Linked DNA regions of Mus musculus: regions 1 and 3 are each linked to region 2. The links are chromatin contacts, called in public HiChIP or PLAC-seq maps. All regions are on one chromosome and are shown on one strand. Each heading gives the region's core, a stretch centred on a gene start, on an enhancer-like site or on the middle of the called end of the contact. The rest is flanking DNA. Distances are from core to core; before and after follow the strand shown.

Region 1 (2,921 bases), core at 258-2,757, 180 kb after region 2:
TGATTTAGCTGTGAAATGAAGATACTCAGCAGTTTAATCAGCTTTGAGAGAGGCTGCAGACTTCGGCAGCTCCGTGTGGATGAACAGCTATCATTTTTCCTCGTGTTAGGAACCAGAGCATCCACAAAGCGATGCTTCCTATTCAGAGTTCTGGGAAATCTACAGCGCCACAGGCTTTGCGTATCTGAGCTTATCTTCAGAATCTACTAACACTTTGCACCCAGGGTTGTTATTACCTGATAGCTGAGGTCCCATTACTTGGAGTTTAGAATTTATTTACTTATTGGTTCATGAATTTCAGTTCTCTTAACTGCAGGATGCCAGTCAAGGAGTAGAGAGAAAGGAGGTCCTTGGCCACATCTCCTTCTGCCCCACTCACAGAGCCCAAGTGAAAAGGGTTTGAAATAGAAAACAGTGAGGACCAGGCACCCAGTGGTACAAAAAACCGGGGGGGGGGGGTGCTGTTCCTTAACAGCCCCTGGGGTGCTGGAACAAAAGGAACCTTCTGGAAGCTAGCCATGTATAATAACAACTGAAAAAAACGTGCTTCTGCCTGGACTCCCAGGATGGACCCCACAGAACCCCAGGACAGACATGGGTGCTCTGCCACCAGCTGAGATGGACACATCTGTGTGACAACAGCTCTTCCGGAAGGTCATAGGAGACCTTCCCGGCAACTTACAGTCACTGATGATTTCCAGGGAGGGCAAGAAGTACTTGTCGCAGACGATGGAGATGGCCATGCACATGTAGAGGATAATGAGGAAGTAGATTACGATACCTCCATCCGTGCTCTCCTGCTTGGTGAAGAACCCTTCGGGAAACTCCGATGCTGGAGAGACAGCACATTGCGTGCTGTTTCCTGCCGAGGAAAAGGAAAAGATCACAAGATGTGGGAGTCACACGTCTGAAGCCCACAAAGCCTAAACTGGGGTATTTGGGAGGGATATGGGGAAGTTGGTGGAAATACGAGTATGATTCAAAGCCTTAGATAGCCTTTGTAAGAGATTATTTCATGAAATAAGCTGATAGAAGAGAGTTGGAGGGAGGCATTATTACAGCGCCTCTCTGTGTCTGCTTCTAAATGGGAAGAATGCACTGATCATGTCTCCAACAATAAGAAGAGCAGCCCTGTCCACCCCTTGGTCTCTGAACTACTACAGAACGCTCTTGAGGACGCATTGGCTGATCAAGAGCGCTTCCCATCCTCGGCAGGGCTCCGAAGCAGAGCAGATACAGCAGGAGTCGGGGATGGGGAGGGGGCAAGGCCATTCCCCTCTCCATCCCACATCTCTACGTGGGACTGGGGTGTCTGGGCCCACTGCCACCTACCTGTGGCCCTTGGGAGGCGCGGGGGCAGGGAGACACCACGGACAGGCAGGTATGCAGAGACCCAAAAGATCCCCAGCAGCAGGACCCTCCTTGTCCAAGTTGGGCCCCATTTTGTCCGCATTTCCAGCGTGCTCTTTGCAGTGTGTGGTTCAGGAAGGGAGCAAGGGAGACTTATGCTGAATCATGTGAGCAGTCTCCTTCCTCCCCAGTGCCTGCGGGGGGAGGGGGGTGTCGCAGCTTAGGAGGCCAGCAAGGGAGACAGCCTGGCTTCTCTGATCAGGAGATCCAAGTCCTAGGGAAGTTGGAAGAGTTAGGGAGGGGTGCAGATAAACACCGACTACAGCTGTTTCCATGCGGGACTCTGATGGCAGGCCCAGGCAGTCTGCAATTCTGCTCATGCCGGATCTCTTTAATATCTTCACACAGACTCTGCCTTTGACTTCCTCTAGATTTGAGAGGACCTGGGTTTGCTTGATGCTGTCCCCCCCCCCCCCCCCCCGCCCTCCACCCCCTTCCCAATAGCCGTTGTTTCTAGGAATTATTTGGGCAGGTGTATATATACTCTGCCTACCAGGGCACGCTTTGTAATTTTATTTGGATGTTCATCTACAGTTAGAGCCAGAGACAGAAAGGTCAATTAGGAGGTGACTGTAACAGTTGAACTGGGAAATGAGGGCCGCGTGAGTGAAGGTGGCAGCTATGGGGATTGAGAGCCGCCCACAGCGCCACGAACTATTCAGGAGACAGACTGGATGCTGTTTGATCATAGATCAGCTGTGCTTTTTGCCAGAAGGAGCTGTATAAAATGCTAATTGGACAAGGCAGACAGCATTCAAATGCATTCTGTAGTTTGCCAAGATCCTGAAAACCTGTAGCCGTGGAGCAACCTGTGGCTGATGGCACAGGGTCTGGGGGAGACCACAAGGGTGGTTGAGTTCAAGCAATGTTTCTTAGCTGTGTGACCTTAGGCAAGTACTTAACCTCTCTGTTCCTTCCTTCCACTATCTATAAGGCAGAGATCACCTCTCTTTTGGTTTGGTGCGTACTATATGGCAAATGTAACCTTTGTAGGACAGTCTCTTCCGTGGGGCCATTGTTCTGTTATTCTGTCACCTGTCTGGCATTACTTATTTCTTGGACTGAGATTAAAAACTGCCATGAAGAAATTCTGTAGCTTTGCAACTGTTATGATTCCTTTGCTTTGTACATAAAATTGGTGTGACAGGAATGTATTATATGCACATATGCAATATCAAACAATGAATTAACTGATAAATTAAAAATCAAGGTGCCAAGCCTTTGATGTAGAGCTTGTTGCATCTGGTGTAAAAGAGTGAGCTGCTCCTGGCTGTTCATGAGCTTGCGCTGTTTAAAAACCACCCAGCACCTTCCTGGTGGAAACCTCTCTGACACTCAGCTTTCCGGATGTGCCCTGTGGAGCCGAGACTGGGATGCCTGGTCACTGAGGCACGGGCATAGAAGCTATAGGAGTCTGTTCTCAGCAAGTGGAGCAGAGCCCTCCTTGAACTCTCAGAACCAGCTCCAGGGGAGTGGGCCACTGGGTGCTGACTGCTTTGTGATCTCCCCCT
Region 2 (3,190 bases), core at 611-3,110:
AATGGGCTAAGCATTATCTCTTCACTGTGGCCACACGACACTAAGGACACTAAGATGACAGACGCTATCATAAAGGACCGGTATGAGAAGTAGTTACCGGCTTCTTTAGCTACTTACCTACTCTTCCATAGCACCCAGAAGGGACAGCTATCTGAATGTCTGTCTTCACGATGGCTTTCTCCATGGGTGATATTGTATAATCATAGGCACTGAAAGGCAAATCAGTATTTTAAAGTGTTTTTAACATTCCTTCTTACGCTAATGCATATAAAATGCGTGCCATTACTTCATATAAACAGATCCTATAAACAACCTTATGGCAGATTCCTAACTCACCTAAAAAGGTTTACTTACAAGGTAGTAGGCACTTTCTTTTAGCTTTAGAAAGATGGCTTCAGGCCCTTAATCCTAGCACCTAGGCAGAGCAAGAAGACAAAACCCTGAATGTGGGAGTGGGGAACAGGGAGATGCCAACATTGTCTCTGCTATGTGTTCTGTGGTTTTTGTCTCTGAAAGTGAAGGCTGGCAAATTAGCATGAGGAGCAGGAAGGCAGACTTAATTCATAGAAAGAATATGAAAAGCCAACCAAAGAGCAAACATCTAACACTCAATGGGCCTCACTCCGCTAGGCACACTTCGAGCCTGCGAACGCATATAAACCTATACTTTACTTTTGTAACGCTTCTCTTGATGAGAATGAACCTCCCGAAGAAAATGTTAAAAAAACACAGGTGAGAGGCAGAGATGCACTGCATTCCCCCTGCCTTCCACGCTATGGCTGTGAACTTCAGTGGCCGAAGAGAGCTGGTCTCCCAGAGCAGCTCTTGGGGGTGGACTCTGATCACAAGCGATTTTAGAAAGTCCATCTACCAAATACTACTGTAGTCTCTTATTACTGCAGCTCCCTTCCTGATCCAACGAAACTTCAGACTTTACAATGAGCAGCGCTGGAAGTCTGGCATGTGGTAGAAGAGTACGTTCAGTCACACGGAATTTTCACTCTGTAACATCAGCCATTCCCAATACACAGCAAACACCCGCTTATGTAGAAAATGGCCATAGTATCTAATTTCTCCCAAGACAGGGCATGTTAGATGCATACATTCAGGTCATTAGGCTTGGTGACTTTACACTGAGCCACCTCATAAGCTAGCCCTGGATGGAGCTCCTTAAGTTCCCAGTCCTTGGACGGGATAAGAGAAGTACACAGCTTCCATAGATCCTTTTCCTAGACTTTAACGTGCACACTGCAGACAGTCACACTTCGGTCAAGAATAAGCCTTGCACATCCGGACCTTCCACTTGGAAAGGGTGGAGCGCACGCTGCACAGTAACGCTTTGGAAATGTTATAACCCTTTACTTTCCGCTCGCCCAAACCCCTACTGAATTTGCTCAAGGTGAACTCAGGTCTCTGCGGAGCCACGACTGCACCCGGGCTCGGTGTTTGCATTCCTGCCGTCGGGCCACGGCTCTCACCTGAATAGGTCGTAGCCGGCAGCGCGCGCGGACCCGCGGGTGGGCGCCGTGGCGTGCTCCGAGAGCCGCACGAAGCGCAGAGAAGCGCCATCCTCCGCTCGAGCCCTCTTGGAGGCAGAGACGGCCGCGGCATCTTCCGAGCAGGGCATGGCGGCGGGCGTGGAAAAAGCAGAAAGCAATGAGCGTGCGAGAGCCTACCCGCCGAAAATCTCCCGCCTGGACGAGCCCACCGCGCAGGACAGGGGACGCGGCCTTCCGCAAAGGGCTCGAGCGCGGCCTAGAGGAGGCACCGACCTCGCCAGGCTCCCCTCCTCGGGGTCCGCAATGGACTCGTCCCCGCGCTGCAGGCCAGGCCCTGGCTCACCGTTACCTGCTCAGACCAGGGCTCCCTCCAAGCGCGCTCCCGCTCCAACTCCCCCACTAGCGCGCTCTCTCGAACTGCCCTAATCCTCCCCACCCCGTGCGCGCTCCCGCCCCTGCCCCCCACCCCCTCACCAGCGCGCGCGCTCCCGGCCGGAGCTCCTCGGCTTCCTCGGCAGCTCCGGCTCCGCGCCGACCCGAGCGCACGCCCGCGGAGCAGAGCGGCCTGCAGGCGGGCGCGCAGCAGCACGCTTAGGAGAGGCATGGCGCTGGAGGCCCTGCAGGCCCTGAGGCCGCTGCCCCGCCCCGCGCTCCGCCTAGCGGCCCTCCTACGTGCTTTTCCTCGCCCTGACCTGAACAGATCTTTTGCCTTCCACCACCGGACCTGCAGGGCATTTTAAAATTCCTTGACCTCAGCCAAAGCAACAAGGAGCCAACCCCCACCCCCACCCCCACCCCCACCCCCACCCCCACCCCCTCGCCGGTAGTTGGGAGTCAAACTTTTTTTTTCCAGAGAGGATAATTAAAGATCTTTCTGGAGTCTCCGGTTTTATCTGGACTATACCATAAACACGTGGAACTCAAGTTGTGGTGCACTTCGATTTTCAAGATAAATAGAAGGCCCAAGGCACTTTTATAGAAATACCGACTATACATATTGGGGCGATTGGTTCCCCTGATGGGTGTGCAATACACTACACTTCTTGAAGCTCTTTTAAAGCATCTGTTATTGTGCAGTCCCACGATGTGTCTGTGTGTCTTGCAGGTCATTGCCAGTGCGAGGTTATCTTCTCCTTGTTCCTTCCACCTTTAGGTGGGTTTAGGGTTAGACCTGTGGTGGCCAGGCTCTTTACTCTCAGAATGTTTTTATTTACATTTCTTCTTATTACAGTCTGCACATGCATGTATTTTCTTGCCTAATGTCTACTTGTTGGTTAGATTCAAAGTCCATGAGGGAAATTGATCCAGCCTTTGTATTCTTGGAGTCTAACCGTGAGTTTCAAAAGCCCTCACAGGTGCGCCTGCCCCCCCCTCTTCCCTTCCCCCCTCCCTTTTCTCTTCTCCCCCTCCCCTTCTCCCTCCCCACTCTCCCTCTCCCTTCTACTGCTTCAGCACCATGCCCGCCTGCTCCACACCATGATAATGGACTAACCCTCTGAAACGGTAAGAAAGCCCCCAGTTAAATGCTGTCTTTATAGAGTTGCCTTGGTCATGGTGTCTCTTCACAGCAGTAGAACACTAAGACAGATGGTGATCGCATTGTTTAGTAAGGAGGGCTCCTGTGCATTATTTCTTCTCAGAAATCTTAATATTGGTGCTTAATCCTTTAAAACAAGATTATTGTTGGGCCT
Region 3 (3,026 bases), core at 130-2,629, 220 kb before region 2:
CCTAAGGGAATTATCGGTCCAAATGAAAACTGTCTGTGTCTTGCAGTGACTCAGGCCACCTCAGTGGATTGTTGTCTCAGGTGTAGAGGCTAGAGTTTGGTCTGCCTATTTCATTTTTCTGTTTGGGCTTTTCCCAGTGCTGAAATTAAAGCACACATTCAGTTGCTTATTTGAAAATTTCCTAATGCTCTCTCTGGGGGCTGAGCCTGCCTAGAGGGTGATGGTTGAGATGTTGAGATCCAAATGTTGGCCCTGCATCTTTCCCTTCCTGTGCTGCATGCATGCCATTCCTTTCTAGTTAGTCATTTTAATGAGTTTGTACCGCACTTTCTAAAGACAGGCTTTGAGCTCTTCCTGCGACCTTCTCAATGGAAGATTTTCAGTGGGTGCTTGTTGAGTGATTGAAGGGACCGATTCTGAAATGAATACAATACTTATTTGGGACCTTTTGTGGCTGCAGGTAAATGTGGGCCGTGTCTGTTACTTCTAGGTTGTGGATCCTGGTGTGAAATGATCAGAGGTTCTCTGGCCATCTTTAATGGGACTTTTTCATTAGGGGTCTGACTGCACAGGTCAGCTTCAACTTGCACAATGACTGCTTAGACTCTCTTAGTATTCTGTTTCTGGTAAAATCTCAATACGGGTTGAGTTTAGGCATGTGTCTTGACATGGGTTTTTTAGCACATCCATTGATGGATACTGCATCCTATGAGTGTGAGTAGAACTCATAGTCTGGTCCCTCTAAACAATTTCCAGATTAGGCGGCAAAGGCAAAGCCTTGTCAGAGATACTAGGTTTGCACCCACCTTCTAAAATAACTTTTGAGATGAAGTCTCAGTCTGTAGATTATGGGAATTTACTCTGTAGCCCAGGCTAGCCTTGAATGTATGCCAACACTTCCACACGCCAGCCTCAGTCTACCCAGTGCTGAGTGTTTGTACAGACAAACCACATACCAGGCTTGCTCCCACTTTTAAAGGAACACTTTTTCCTTAAGCTCTAGGACCCATCTATGAAAGCAGTGATGGAGGCCTCCATTCTGCTGATAACCCCAAGGCCCACTGGGCAGCGTGACCACTGGGCTCACAATGACTTTTGGCCTTCCAAGTCTCACAGGGTGGTTTTGTTTTTTATAAAGGAGAAAGAATATTTTTAACCTGGAGAAGTTTCAACTGGAAAGAGGGGGTTTAAGGAAATGAAAGCTGTATCAAGGGAGGCTTTTGATCTGTCACGTTTCAGTGTACACAGAGTTGTTCTTCCTGGAAAGGAGATTTTGCCCTGACTTTCAATTTGAACAAGTAACTGGGAAGCCACTGTGCAAGCCACTGGTCACTCTTTCCTTTTTTTGTTTGAAATTGCAGAGTAGCTAAGCGGCTTTGTTGCTCGTGTGGGAATGGAAATCGGGCCTTGGCATGAGCCACTTTAATTGAAATCAGTTTGTGCACTGAGTTTGCTCGAAGGATGACGTCATTTCCTGCCCTTTCCCAGTCCTTGCTGTTTTTCTAAGATAGCATGGAACTAAGCATAGCACTGAGTTTTAAAGCAATTGTACACCATTTCCTGACCCACTTAGAATAGTATCCAAAGCCTTAAGCGTATTTTTTCCTTTCTATACTTGTAGATTGTTTTAGAGTTAAAAAGCATTTGGCTTAGAGGCTTTAATGGAGCCTAAAGTAACCGTTTGTCTGCATGGTTTGCTTGATGTCTGTAGCAGGGGGAGCTATTAGCGCTTGTAGATGGAGGGAAAAAGGTTAAAATGTTTGAATCATTATCCTCTTAGAGCTATATAGGCACCTGGGACACACGGGGCAGCTTCTTAACCTGGGTTACTCTTCCAGTCTGCTCATCAAACCAGATGTGCAGGGTTTCATCATCTCCCGTCTGGCTTGGGAGGGAGGGCAGAGCAGAAGTCAGAGAGGAGCAAAGAAACAGAGAGGCATTTAAAGGCTGATGGAGACTGGTGGGATTTGATGAGAGCTTTAGTTTGGTCCCCGAGAGCTAGGGACAAAGAAACAGGAGAGGTTAGGAGGGGTTCCACAAAGGGACCACCTCAGAATACCTTGCATTTTTAATGACTCATAGTAGGCATTCAGATTTATTTGTCAGGGGACCGAATGATCTGTTTCCAGGTCAGGAGACTGTTCTGGGAGCTCTGATGGGTTGTTTAGGGCCCTACTGGAGAGGCTTTGAGTGCTGAGGTGCAGGGATCTTCTAGCTCAGGAGAAATGGAGCCTTTTATGACATTCCAGGAAGAGAGCAAGATTCTTGAAAAGGCAGATCACTTTCAACTCTTTGTGTCTGAGAGGCTGCAGTAAGAATAGGAGTTCAATTTTTCATTTTTCGGCTGTCGGGCTAGGTTGACCTCTGAATATTTGTAGCTCTTTAGACAAATGTCCTTTCCTCACATAGCCAAGTAGTCATTTCTTAGCACTGCTGCGAGGACCTCTCACAGATGAGGTTGGCTGTGGGGAGGACTCTCTTGTACTCTAAGGGGAAGAGTACTCTGGCTTGCGCATTCCATGAAGACAGCTTAAGAGTGCTCAGAGCCCATTGACTCCTGCTTCTGCATAGTCGGGACAGACCTCTGTTCCCTGCTGAGCCATTTCCACTGGGAATTGACTCCCACACATAGGACACACCAGAAAAAAAGCCAAAACTCCAGCTTCCAACTATGGCCTCATATTGAGAAGTGTCAACAGGACTCATGATTCCCTTAGCCAAGCCTTTAGTCTCCTCTAGGTAGGGTAGTTACTGCTTCTAGCAACTAGGGATCAGCTGGACCTTTTGAAAATGCTACCAGCACAAGATAGCTTACATGCTAGAGGAGAGAGCATGTTCTGTGACTATGGACATCTCTCATAGGAGGGTCTACCAGATATTTCTAAGACTCCACTTTTAGTGTGTCACTGCATTAGCATATCACTGTCTGTCTCAGGTCTGATGGTATCCACCCATAGTCTAGGATTTAGAAATGCACACTTCTCTAGGTGAGAATGTGACACAGAATGGATTTGAAATACTGATGG

The links. HiChIP or PLAC-seq counts read pairs in DNA pulled down with a chosen protein or histone mark.
Region 1: a contact with region 2 is called in an H3K27ac HiChIP or PLAC-seq map of embryonic stem cells, with 7 read pairs. The contact joins the promoter of Slc24a5 here to the promoter of Dut in region 2. A contact is called at or near these places in 1 of 484 Hi-C or Micro-C datasets (extraembryonic endoderm stem cells), 4 of 115 datasets of contacts at active chromatin or transcription factors (embryonic stem cells and extraembryonic endoderm stem cells) and 3 of 9 other capture datasets (embryonic stem cells, liver and pancreatic islet).
Region 3: an H3K4me3 HiChIP or PLAC-seq map of bone marrow-derived macrophages shows a contact between it and region 2, with 3 times the contacts expected there. The contact joins the enhancer-like site here to the promoter of Dut in region 2. A contact is called at or near these places in 1 of 39 promoter capture datasets (the 3T3-L1 cell line), 1 of 484 Hi-C or Micro-C datasets (LSK cells), 3 of 115 datasets of contacts at active chromatin or transcription factors (bone marrow-derived macrophages, embryonic stem cells and extraembryonic endoderm stem cells) and 1 of 9 other capture datasets (embryonic stem cells).

What each region holds. Positions count from the first base shown.
Region 1 is chr2:125,066,713-125,069,633 of GRCm38.p6, reverse strand. It overlaps Slc24a5 (solute carrier family 24, member 5), which reads right to left and starts at 1,507. Exons shown (of 9, transcript NM_175034.3): 1 at 1,333-1,507; 2 at 683-862. The coding sequence starts at 1,453.
Region 2 is chr2:125,246,185-125,249,374 of GRCm38.p6, reverse strand. Dut (deoxyuridine triphosphatase) reads right to left here and starts at 1,860. Exons shown (of 6, transcript NM_023595.6): 1 at 1,479-1,860; 2 at 118-209. The coding sequence starts at 1,627.
Region 3 is chr2:125,469,179-125,472,204 of GRCm38.p6, reverse strand. All of the region lies in intron 4 of Fbn1 (fibrillin 1), which reads left to right. Among named protein-coding and RNA genes, the nearest start is that of Fbn1, 36 kb to the left of the region's middle. Within about 2 kb of position 1,379, at least 57 of the 459 cell types and tissues checked have an H3K27ac peak or open chromatin away from gene starts, as enhancers often do. A contact at or near this core is called in bone marrow-derived macrophages, where this site is marked.